Linked DNA regions of Sus scrofa: region 1 is linked to region 2. A link is a contact called in public Hi-C data. All regions are on one chromosome and are shown on one strand. Each heading gives the region's core, a stretch centred on a gene start, on an enhancer-like site or on the middle of the called end of the contact. The rest is flanking DNA. Distances are from core to core; before and after follow the strand shown. Region 1 holds the start of CHMP7 (charged multivesicular body protein 7). Region 2 has its middle 13 kb from the start of RHOBTB2.

Region 1 (6,262 bases), core at 2,572-5,071, 180 kb after region 2:
TGCCTGAACAGAATATTAACAAGCCTGGCTTCTTCCCCTCGAAATCTCCTACGCTAAGAATCATATATTTTCCTTTTCATGCCTCTTTTAGCCAAGTCCTAAAGGCTGTGGACTACAGAGATAACTGGATAACAAAACAGGTCATGAGCATTTCTACAAAAATGATGAGGCATCCCTAGGAAGCAGGAGAGATGGCACGGAGCATCTTGTAGCACCACAGACGCCTTGCAGTGTTTGAAGCAACGCTCTGCTTGTGCTTCACGGCTGAAGTGAGGCTGCTTAGGGGTCTGGCCAAAATCACATTGGGGCATCAGTAAATAAATATCACTGCCACGATATGCTGATGTTTATGTGACATTTTATTCTTCAGACTCCCCAGAGCTAAAGAACTTCTGCAGTCACACATCTACAGTAGATAATACATTTAGAAGGGGAAAATGGGCACTAGGAAAAGAACCTCAAGATCATAGCATAGATACCTTTAGTTCACAGAGAAGGAATCAGAGAGGAACCCGGCTTGTCTGAGGTCTTGCAGCTCTTTACTAATAAAGATGAAACCAGAATTCAGATCTAAGTGATTGCGTTATTCATTAAAAATTGAATAATATTTAAGCACTAACTATGTTCCAGGTACTGAATATGAAATTCACACTCACCGATACTTCTCTACTATTCCCCACCCAATCTCCTGCCACAAATATGCTACAGTCTCATTCATAAATACTTTAGGGGTATCTTCAAGATATAAATACTTTCAGTAAAACATAAGCACCATATCATTGCACTCAATTTGCTAATATCACCAAATATCCAGTTAATATTGAAAGTACTATCATAGATGAGTGTTTATCTTTATGTAAGTTGGACCCAAATCAGACCCAATAACAATGCACATTAAAAGTCTCTTTGTTGCCATTATCTTTAAGTTTTTTTTTTTTTTTTTTTTTTTTTTGGTCTTTTTGCCATTTCTTGGGCCGCTCTCCGGCATATGGAGGTTCCCAGGCTAGGGGGTCAAATCGGAGCTGTAGCCGCAGGCCTATGCCAGAGCCATAGCAATTCGGGATCCAAGCCGCGTCTGCAACCTACACCACAGCTCATGGCAACACTGGATCCTTAACCCACTGAGCAAGGCCAGGGATCAAACCCGCAACCTTATGGTTCCAAGTCAGATTCGTTAACCACTGAGCCACGAGATGGGAACTCCTGTTGCCATTATCTTTTTGAGGAAACAAGGTCATTATCTAGCAGAATTCTTCAACCTGGATTTTGCTGATTGCAACTCAGTTTTGCTTAGCATATTCCTCTACTTTCTGATTTTTTTTTTAACTTCCATTAACCAGTATACTTAGATCTAATGGCTTGATCAGATTCAGATTCAGTTTTTGGACAAAAATGCTTCATAGGTGGTTCTGTGTACTTCCCATCACATTACTTCAGGAGGTATGTCGTATCTGGTTGTCTTTCTTTCTGTGATGTTAAGATTAATCAGCAGGTGTTGTCAAACTGACCCATCCATTCTAAAATGCCAAGGGTGCTATGTGAGGTGGGGTGTTCAGACAAGATCTTTCAGTGACCTGTAAGCTGTGACCTAAGGAAGAAAATGAGCTAGTCCCACAGAGCAGAGGAAGAGAGTAGTGGTTGGAAGCCTGGAGCGTGAAAGCTTTGCCACATACCCACCTGCCCCTCTCAGGATCAGCAGAGCTTCCTTTCGGTTCTGCACTACTCCCTGCAGCCCTTCTAATCTCTAAAAGGTGAAGGCAGGGAAGTCTGCGCCCAGAGGTGTCAGGAACCCAGTAGCGCTTTCAGGTGCAGGTGGACACCAGTGCCCAACTTTGCTTTCCTTTAGATGCTTAGGATCTGGACTATTCTGACTCAGACTCAGAGATCTCTGGCAGAAAACAGCCTGGTCTCTCTCATGACACAGATCAACCAGCCATTTTATTGGCATGACAGCATGAAGAAATGTGTTTCTCAGGGTACAGCTTATTTGCTCAAGTTACATACTATTCTTCTTTTCTGGAATGTTCTCCACCAGACTTAACGTAGTTGTGGTTCAACATTCTCATCTATAAAATGGAAGAAGTACCCAAACTCATCGCACAGGAAAGTGTCAAAATTTGGTCTTTTGTTTACAAAGCCGGAGGCTAAAGTCGTCAAACAGATTTTAATCAGTAGTATATTACTGCAATAAGGAAAAGAGTCCAGGGTGAACTGAACTCAGCTTCTATTTGTACAGAGGTGACTGGGCTCTTTAAAGGGAGAACAAGGGGATAGGGAAGAGGGTAAGCCTGTCTCAGTAGAGTCAGTGAAAAATTACACAATGCAGGAAGGGAGGGTTGATCCCTGTAAAACTCATTTGGGTTTGCTAACTAGGGCTTATCAAAGTAAGACTCCTCCCCTCTCACAGAGGCTAGGAGACAGGGGCTCTGTCTTCAGGTGTTGGCTGGAACAAATAGTAAATTTTTTTTGATAACCTTGAGTTTTCTTAGGCAGGCACTTTAAGGGGGGGTAGGGTCACCTTACAAATATGCCTTCAGCTGCTAGAAACTGTTAGTTTTTGTTCACATCTTTATAGACTAAGGTTGACAGGTATAGTTAAGAAGACTTAGAGGAGCCTGTCTAGAGTGTGGTCAAGAATTTTTGTCAATTGCTATGAGTATTAAATGAGGTATTGTCTGTGAAAGTGCTTGGAGGAATAACACAAGTCATCAGTATCAACACATTCATTTACGTAACCAATCATATCACTTCCTCTCCTTTAAAATGCTTATTAAAATTCTTCCTTACACTAAGTCCCAACTACTAAACATCCTGTCACTCAGTGATAACACCCACTACATCATTTGCCAAGTATTTTACATACATTGTAACATTTCCCTCAAACAACCCTATTAGGAAATATTACTTTACAAGAGGCCCAAGGTCATACAGCCAGTGAGCGACAGAGGCCAAATTTATGTTCCACTCTGATGACTGTTACCTGGTTCCATTAAATAAGAAACTCTTTTCACCTTTTAGATGGTTCAATTAAAAAGAAAACCAGTTTATTCTTAACACACTGAATATGTCTGTTACTCGTTAAGATTTTTGTGTCTGTGTGTGAGAGAATCTAACAATTCTAAGATAATTAGAAGGGCAAGGGTCAAGGTATGCCCTTTTCAGTTTATGAAATAGTTCTCCAGCACCACCATGCATTACAGATATTAAAGCCATTGCACCGCTCTCAGGGAACGAGGGAACAGGACCCGGAATAGTAAATGCTGTATTGTTCAGCCCATGCTGTACTCTTTCATCGTGAAAGAGATCAACGATGAGTCAGAACAGTTGGAGACGGTTTCAAGGAAAATAAGAACTGAGCGCGATCTTAAGGGTATATTGATTCTGAGAAGGTAACAAAGGGACACTCCAAGATAGAGAAGGTGAGGAGTGAAAGCTTATATATCCTTGAAAATCCGGGTATACACTCTCACAGAGCTTAAGTGATCGAGAGTTTTGTTTATCCGTGACGTTATCGTAAAAGGGAGCTCACTCGGAAGTTTAAATGTCTGAAGAACGCCGCTACAAGGTGATCTGCGTGGCTGACGCTCGTGCCTCTGGCGCCCCTTAGCGGGACTCTACAGTCCTATCAGAAACCACCACAAGTTCGGCGGACAGTCGTTTGCCTCTACGATGCTTTGCCAAACTTCCCGATTCCAGACGGGGTGCGACGATGCGCACTTACCCGCTGCGCACACGCGACGTCCTCCTTACCGCACAAAGGCTGCGGGAGGAGGGGTTGGCGCAAGCGCTCTGAGTTTCTCGAAAAATAGGGTCATCATCCTACTTCCGGGCGCAGGCCGGGCGGAGACGCGTGCGCCGTGAGGACACGCGGACTTATTTCATGGGGCGGTGACGTAATGACAGAAGAGGAGGTGGCCAAGGAACGGAAGCCGGGAGGGAACCAGGACGGAAGGGGACCAGGGCCAGGGTTGTGTTCGGAGCCTTGGCGGGGCTGGGGTTCCGATGTGGTCCCCGGAGCGGGAGGCCGAGGCCCCGGCCGGGGGAGACTCGGCGGGCCTACTGCCCCCCGAGTGGGAGGAAGATGAGGAGCGCATGTCTTTCCTGTTCTCCGCCTTCAAAAGGAGTCGCGAGGTGAACAGCACCGACTGGGACAGCAAGATGGGCTTCTGGGCACCGTTGGTGCTGAGCCACAGCCGCCGCCAGGGGGTGGTGCGCCTGCGTCTGCGGGACTTGCAGGAGGCCTTTCAGCGCAAGGGCAGCGTCCCGCTGGGGCTGGCCACCGTGCTGCAGGACCTGCTGCGGTGAGGGCGGGCCCGGGCCGGGGGGCGGGGCGGCTCCCCGCGGGCAGGGACCCGGGCAGTTCTCCCGAGCGCACGCCGCCCAGCCCAGGAGCTGGCCCCCTGGGCAGTCTCTGTTTGCTCTGTGGGCGAAGAAGGAGGCTAGGTTAGGGGGTGTTGGGAGAGAGAGGGAGGAGGGTGGAGGGAAATTGAGAGGCCAGGGTAGCCTCATTACGGAGATGCAGAGGGTTTAGAGTAGAAGCCAGCCTGTCGGAGGTGACAGTGATTTGTCTGGACTGGAATCCCATTATGTAGTTATTTCGTAGGGACTTCTGAATTCAGATTACCTCGAAACATAAATGGTCCATGAGACAGGATTTATTGAACTAAGGAAAGGCAGAGCTAAGAAGACAGTTGTGGGGAAGAGGCCTGTAGGGATCTTGCTAGCAGCCTCCCAGCAGAGGTCATGTGTCTGGCCTGTCTTGGCTTATCCTTGGCACAAGCGGTTTGGAGCAGAAGACATGAGGGAGGTTGAGGGCTTTACTGAGTATCTTGGTGCCCTTTAGGTGCTACCTGTGCAACAGGTGCAGGGTTTTGGAGCTACCTCAGGTGGTAACGTGGACATCTTATACACATACAACACTTCACAGTGTGCAGGTACTTTGCACACACCATTTCATCTGACCCCCTCTGCAGTCCTGTGGGCAGGTGTCCTCAGCAGACAGAAGAGGAAACTGAACCTAAGGAGATAAGCGACTTACCTGGGGTTGCATAGCTAGTTAGAAGAATGGGGGAACTGGACCCCGGGGTCTTCTATTCTAAAGCATATGCACACGTTGTATATGTCATACCCAGAGCAGCCTGGCTGAAGACAAAAGTCAACTTTGATACATTGCTTTTAGCTTGCTGCTCTTTCTGATCAAGAGGTCTCTCCTCCTTTTCCCCAGCTCTCTTGCCTCGGCTGACATCAAAGTTTCAGTCCAGGCCCGAGATGGGGCGCAGGAGAGACAGTAGCTGAAGAAGTCGGTGAGGAGCAAGAACAGTCTGGGCTGCTTTTTTTTTTTTTTTTTTTTTTTGGTCTTTTTGCCATTTCTTGGGCCGCTCTCGCGGCATATGGAGGTTCCCAGGCTAGGGGTTCCCTACACCAGAGCCACAGCAGCACGGGATCCGAGCTGTGTCTGCAACCTACACCACCGCTCACAGCAATGCCAGATCCTTAACCCACTGAGCAAGGCCAGGGATCGAACCTGCATCCTCATGATGGTTACTAGTCAGATTCGTTTCTGCTGAGCCACAGCAGGATCTCTGAATTTATTATATTTGAAGAGATACTCTTTCTGTGGCCCTTAGCATAATAACCAGCCCATGGGAGCATTCAGTACATTTAGCAACGTATTACTAGTACCATGAAATGCTTATGTCTTATCTCCACCCTGGCTTAGGAATAGCAGAGAACTCTTTCTCTGAACATCTTTGTATTCTTCCTTATGTCTTGTCCTTGACACTAATCCATTGTTGCTGTTTTCATTTTATCATTTGGAACTCCATTTGTAAAGGGAAGTCTCAACACAGGCCCCATGACCTCCTGTGCCTTTGTAGTTTTAGCGGAAAGCTTGCATATTGGAGCCAAATTATAGTTTAGTTTTGACCTCTGTCATCTTCTCAATCCCTCAATTTTCTCTTGTAGAAAATTGTTACGCGGCTTAGAGCTGGAGCATAAACAGTGCTGCTCATAGTAGCTGGCACGGAGTAGGTGCCTGGTAAAAGGCGTTTATGATGATGATAATTAAATGCCTCTTTGTGGGTTAAGAGGGAAGTGGGACCTTGCGTGAAACCTACTAATGCCCTTTTCTTTTTTCACCTGCAGTCGAGGGGAGCTGCAGCGGGAGTCAGACTTCATGGCCAGCGTAGATAGCAGCTGGATCTCCTGGGGGGTTGGAGTCTTCCTGCTGAAGCCCCTCAAGTGGACTCTTTCCAACATGCTG
Region 2 (5,705 bases), core at 54-2,553:
ACAGAGAGGAAGAGGCTGCTGTGTCTGCAGGATTCGGGGTGCTTCCTCTGGCCCTGAATGAATGCCCTCTCCTCCCCAAGGCTGGCAGTCTTGTCCTGCTCTCCTCAGCCCCTGCAGGCCCCCTGCCCTCAACCTCTCTGTCCCTCCCACACCCCACTGCATGGGCCAGATGAGACCCACATCCTGCACCAGCTCTCCCAGGGGAGTGGCCTCCCCACTCTGGGGCGTCCAGCCAGCCCTGGTGGGAGTCATGTGATCACTTTGGTATGCGTGACAAGCTCCCCAGAGTGATGCTTTGAGGGGTGACCTTGCCAGGACAGAACCAGCTCCTTGAGAATTTGCTGATGTACAGCTGGACTGCTCCCTGCGCCTGGGGGCAGGGGGCAGGAGTGGGGGATGGGAGAGGCAGAGTCAGGGGCCCACTCGCTTTTTCTCTGCAGATATTTGGCCCCAATTTTTAAGCCCAGGTTACGTAACACCTGAGGAGAAGGACGCTCCCCTGTCACCCACACCTTTCCCTTTCTGTGGAGCATTTCACAAGCTCAGCTGCTTCTCAGAGAAGGTCTATTTTGGGAGCTGTTTCCATTTGACCTATATTAAGCACAGTCACAAGGCAGAGGCAAGTTGCGGGGTGCAGGGTGGCCTGCTTGCTCTTTGTGCTTTTTTGGTGTCACGGGTGAGGAAAACAGACAAGCTGGTGCCCACAGCTTGGGAGCCAAGACCCAAGTGGCCTGTGAGCCTCCCCAGGGCATCAGGCTACAGAAAGTTCTAGACTCAGATGGTCCATCTATACCTAGGGGAGGTACAGGCCCAGGCCATGGTCCCACTTCGCGATTCTGATTTGCCTCCGCTGAGGCCTTGCTGTCGGAGAACACCTGAGTCACTGCAGCACTGGTCAGGGAGGAATTTAGGTTCCCTGCAGGCCTAGAATCTACCAGGCTAGGCCAGGATGCGTCCCAGCCTGGGCCTGTGAAACGCAGTTAGTACAGTTTTAATTGGCCTTCATGTCCCTTGGCGGGGAGTTCTCCTTTCTGAGTTAATAATTAAAATCACATGACCAGCAGGGGGAGAGAAAGGGCTGTTGGGAGCCACTGGCCCAGGCACTGTGCACAAACACGTACCGCTCAAGAATTCCCACCACTTCTCAAGTGGCCCGTGGACAAAATGACAACAGAAGTGATTCACCAACTAAACACCCCCTTTACCCCTCTTCCCTGGGGGCATGTTTTCTCACTTGAGCCCCTTCTCATAGTCCCCCCTCGGAGTCAAGGGCATCATTCCTGGGTCTAAACCTTGGCCCCATGCTGCTGACCCCAAAACCTACAGTGCCAGTGCTTCATCTTTCCTGGGAGTCAAGCCCATACCGCCACAACGTCCTCCCACTGATAGAGCACATTCAAAACCTTCAAAGCAGAACTGCACGCCTCCTCCACTCCCAGGTCAGCCCCGCTCTTAGGATGCCCCGCTCTTCCACATAGAAGCACAGAACTGAGGCTGACCTGACGGGAACTTGTCCAGCCAGCCCGGAGATGCTGGTATTACATCCCTTCGGAACTGCTGGAGGGGAGTCTGGGCTTTGTACTGTGAAGCAGACAGCAGGCTTTCTGACCCCAGCCTTTGTCATGGAGTTAGGGAAGGGCTCCCCTCCAGATGCTGGGTTTGTCCTGCACACCAAAACCATCACCCGACTCCTACCAGAGCTGGCTGGAAGCACCTGGGAAAGTGGGAGGGGGCTCCTCTGGGGGGGTTGGCGCTCGCCCTTTGTGAGGAGTGGGAGGAATGGACAGAGCTGGGCAAGGAGTGTAAGCTGAGCAGAGTGAGAGGAGATTTAAAAACTTGAGGTCAGAGGATCCCACATTGCCTTGGGCTGTGCTGTATGTCACAGACGCGGCTCGGATCTGGCGTGGCTGTGGCTCTGGCGTAGGCTGGCAGCTATAGCTCCGATTAGACCCCTAGCCTGGGAACTTTCATATGCCGTGGGTGCGGCCCTAGAAAGACAAAAGACAAAAACAAAACAAAACAAACTTGAGGTTGGATTACATTTAGAGCAGATAAGCAATGAGGTCCTACTGTCTAACTCAGGGATAGACCAGTATCTTGGGATAATGATGGAAGGTAATGTAAGAAAAGGAATACACACACACACACACACACACACACACACACACACACACACACGCACGCACGCACGCACGCAGGGCTGGGTCACTTTACTGAACAGCAGAAACTGGCACGACATTGTAAATCATGTATAACTTTTTTGTTTTGTTTTGTTTTTTAAAGGAGAGAAGTTCTTGTTGTGGCTCAGCAGTAAGGAACCTGACTGGTAACCATGAGGACGTGGGTTCCATCCTTGGCCTTGCACAGTGAGTTAAGGATCCCACGTTGCCATGAGCTGTGGTGTAGGTCGGCAGCTACAGCTCCCATTTGATCCCTAGCCTGGGAACTTCCATGTGCCACAGGAAAAAAAGAAACACACACACACACACACACACACACACACACGAGAAAAAAATTAAAACTTGAGTTTGGGGAATTCCCTGGTGGCTCAGCTGGTTAAGGATCTGGCATCGTTACTGCTGCGACCCTGGTTACACCTATGGTGAAGTGTCCAACCCTGGCCCAGGATCTTCCATATGCCATGAGAGCAGCCAAAAAAAAAGGCGAAAAGACTCCTTGAGTTTGGCCTTGAAGGGTGGCTGGAGGAAAGGGTGAGTAGTGCATTCTAGGCAGGACGACAGCCCTGAAAAGGAGCAGAGTAGGTAAGGCAAAGTACATGCACTGTATGTGGGATGCTCTGAGACAAGGGCCAAGGAGGGTAAGGAGAAAAAGATGGAAACAGTTAAGGGAAGTCCTTCCAGCTCAGCAGCCCCTTTCCTTCTCTTGTCTCCTCCCTCCCTACTCCCTGCAGTATGACAGCCCTGCTACCTGTCACCCTCAGGGGACTCCTGGGGTGGGGGTGTGGAACACTTTCTGCGGGCTGAGACTGGGACAGTGCAGACCAGGCTTCAGATGACCCAGGGGGTCTTCCTGTCTCCCAGGACCCCTGGCAGTAAATACTTTTGAAAGGCCACTTCTGCCCTAGGGGCAGGAATGCTCTGGCAGTGGGGACGCTGAGACCAAAGGGCCAAAGGAAAGGATAGAGGAAGCAGAGTCAAACAGAGGCAACGGAGGGATTTGGGAAGAAGAAAAAAAAAATCCACTTTGATCACCAAGGAATAAAGAAAAGGCCATGTTTTCTGCTCAAGGATATGCCAAAAAGAAAAATAATTTTTTAAAAAGGGAGAAATTCCAGTGGAGGGGTTATGGTCCTTTTCAACTAGGGTAAACGTCAAGAGCATTGCCTCTCTCGATAACAGAATAATGGGTAGAACACACTTAGGGGGAGGGATGATAATATTCGAATCAAGATGTCCCAGGCTCCCAGATGTCCTCCTCGGCTCTTATGTGCCCTATGAGGACCCTCAGAGAGTGGAGGTCAAAGATTTCCCTCTCTTCACCTTGACCGCTTGGCAATCTAATGTGGATGCAGATCCCGGTGTGACACCCAGCTTGAGTCCTGGCTTCAAGGAAAAAGCAGATGCTGGGCACCAAAGTGACTGCTGTCACTACCCAACTCTGAAGTCTCATCCTTGGGAAGACAAGGCTCGTCCCTGGGATGGTCAAGCAGTGGTCTGCCCTCACTACCCCTTCCCCACATCTTCTAGACCCCAGTGTTGGACAGGGCGATGCCCAGGGGTGGGGAATGGGGAGGCAGGTGTGAGAAGGGCCTTCCAACCTTAAGATCCTTTGAGTCTCTGTGAGTGCTATGAACGACTTATCTCCCTAGAACACAGATTTTATCAGGGAATGTCTCCAGCTGTCTTTTAACTCCATCTTTTGTGTCTATGTGTGTGTCTAACAGCTGCATTCTGTATTGCGGTATAACTGACATCCAATAAACTACACATATTGAAAGCATTTAAAAAAAAAAAAAGAGGCAAGCTCCCACTCTTTGACCGTTTCCCACTTTCTGCTAGTTTAGAAATGTTCCATTGAAGAAAACGGTCTCCTTGTCTACTGGCCACATGCTACACAAAGGCAGGAAAATTGATTTTCACCCCATTATTCTAGCACCAAGCACTTCACTGGAACATGGTAGGTGCTCAATAAACACTCCTTGGGAGAACACATTTGCAAAGAAAGAAGCTCCGTGATAATTGCAGCTCTAGAAGAATTGGTGAATTCCATGCAGAGATGGTAATACTAGGCAACTGTTCAAAAGGTATGAGTAAGAAAATAGCTACAGGGAGTTCCCATCGTGGTGCAGTGGAAAAGAACCTGACTAGGAACCATGAGGATGTGGGTTCACTCCCTGGTATCGCTCAGTGGGTTAAGGATCCAGCATTGCCATGAGCTGTGGAGTAGGTCAAAGATGTGGCTTGGATCCGGTGTTGCTGTGGCTGTGGCAGAGACTGGCAGCTGCAGCTCCAATTTGACCCCTAGCCTGGGAACTTCCATATGCTGCAAGTGCAGCCCTAAAAAGAAAAAAAAAAGGGGGGGGGATAGCTATAAAATATATTTAGGGACAGTTTGGGAAATATGACTATCAACTGGGTAGTAGATGATATCAGGAATTTTTGTTAATTTACTTAAGTGTGATGATGGTTTTGTGGTTATGGAGAAAAATGTCCTTTTTGAGAAAACACATGTTAAATTTTTTAGAAATGTCGTGATGTCTACCAAGTTATTTTGAAACGCTTTGGCCAAGAAAAAAAAAAAAGCGTATAGGAAAAATGTTAACAGTTGTTAAATCTAAGTAATGAGAATGAGTATTCATTGCACTAATTTTTTTCAATTTTTTGATATGTTTACAAATATTTACAATAAGAAGTTTAAAAATATAACAGACACCATACAACATGAGGCTAGAAGAAAGATAAGGAAATGTAATATCTAATGATTGATAAATAAAAAGTAAAATATGTACAAAAATATGTTATCATGGAGATTGAAGAATTGGAAATAAGTGCCAGTCTGAAGCTGAAATCATGGAAGATATCTTTTACTTAACTTTCTATTATGTTTTCTTATCTTTGAAAAGCAAGTTTAAAAGGTATTTTCAAAAAGCAATTCGCTGCCTAACTTTTTATATCTTTTGTATATTGTCATGATGCATGCATATATTTACCTTACTGGTCTTTTATGCCAAGTTATTCAACATACCAAATTGCAACCTTATGTTTCAACTTGAGTTACATACATTACCTTTTATCACTGACCTATGAGATGCAATAAAACAATTAAAATACTGAGTGTGCCTTAAGAAAAAAAATCTGCTCAAATATGTTGCTTTTGAGAAAGCAATGGAAAGAAAAGACCTGGCAAAACATTTCCTTCCTTCTTTCTTTCCTTCCTTTCTTCTTTCCCAGTTAAATCATTTTATTATTTTAGTAACTTCCTTTTGTGCTTCTCCCCAGCCCCCATCAAAAGGTATTACTTGAAAAATCTGAAAGATATTGAATTATACAGAAAAAAAATGGTAAGACCTTTAATTTCAACATCTAGGGAAAAAAGCAGTTTACATTTTGTGATATTTCTCTCATTCTTTTTTCTCACATGTGAGTTTTTCTTAATTAATTGAGCTGGTAAGGACACACAGTCACATCCTCTGTGTGTGTGTGTGTGTGTGTGTGTGAGAGAGAGAGAGAGAGCATGTCATACAC

Evidence for each region. Hi-C and Micro-C count contacts between places; a contact is called where the count stands out from the background.
Region 1: a contact with region 2 is called in a Hi-C map of retroperitoneal adipose tissue, with 2.5 times the contacts expected there. The contact joins the promoter of CHMP7 here to the enhancer-like site in region 2. A contact is called at or near these places in 1 of 5 promoter capture datasets (fetal skeletal muscle), 8 of 47 Hi-C or Micro-C datasets (embryonic fibroblasts, heart right ventricle, liver and 4 more) and 1 of 2 datasets of contacts at active chromatin or transcription factors (alveolar macrophages).

Annotation. Positions count from the first base shown.
Region 1 is chr14:7,386,245-7,392,506 of Sscrofa11.1, forward strand. It overlaps CHMP7 (charged multivesicular body protein 7), which reads left to right and starts at 3,822. Exons shown (of 10, transcript XM_021074113.1): 1 at 3,822-4,301; 2 at 6,145-6,262. The coding sequence starts at 4,003.
Region 2 is chr14:7,207,823-7,213,527 of Sscrofa11.1, forward strand. No RefSeq gene overlaps it. Among named protein-coding and RNA genes, the nearest start is that of RHOBTB2, 13 kb to the right of the region's middle. Within about 2 kb of position 1,304, at least 38 of the 83 cell types and tissues checked have an H3K27ac peak or open chromatin away from gene starts, as enhancers often do. A contact at or near this core is called in alveolar macrophages, fetal skeletal muscle, omental adipose tissue and 2 more, where this site is marked.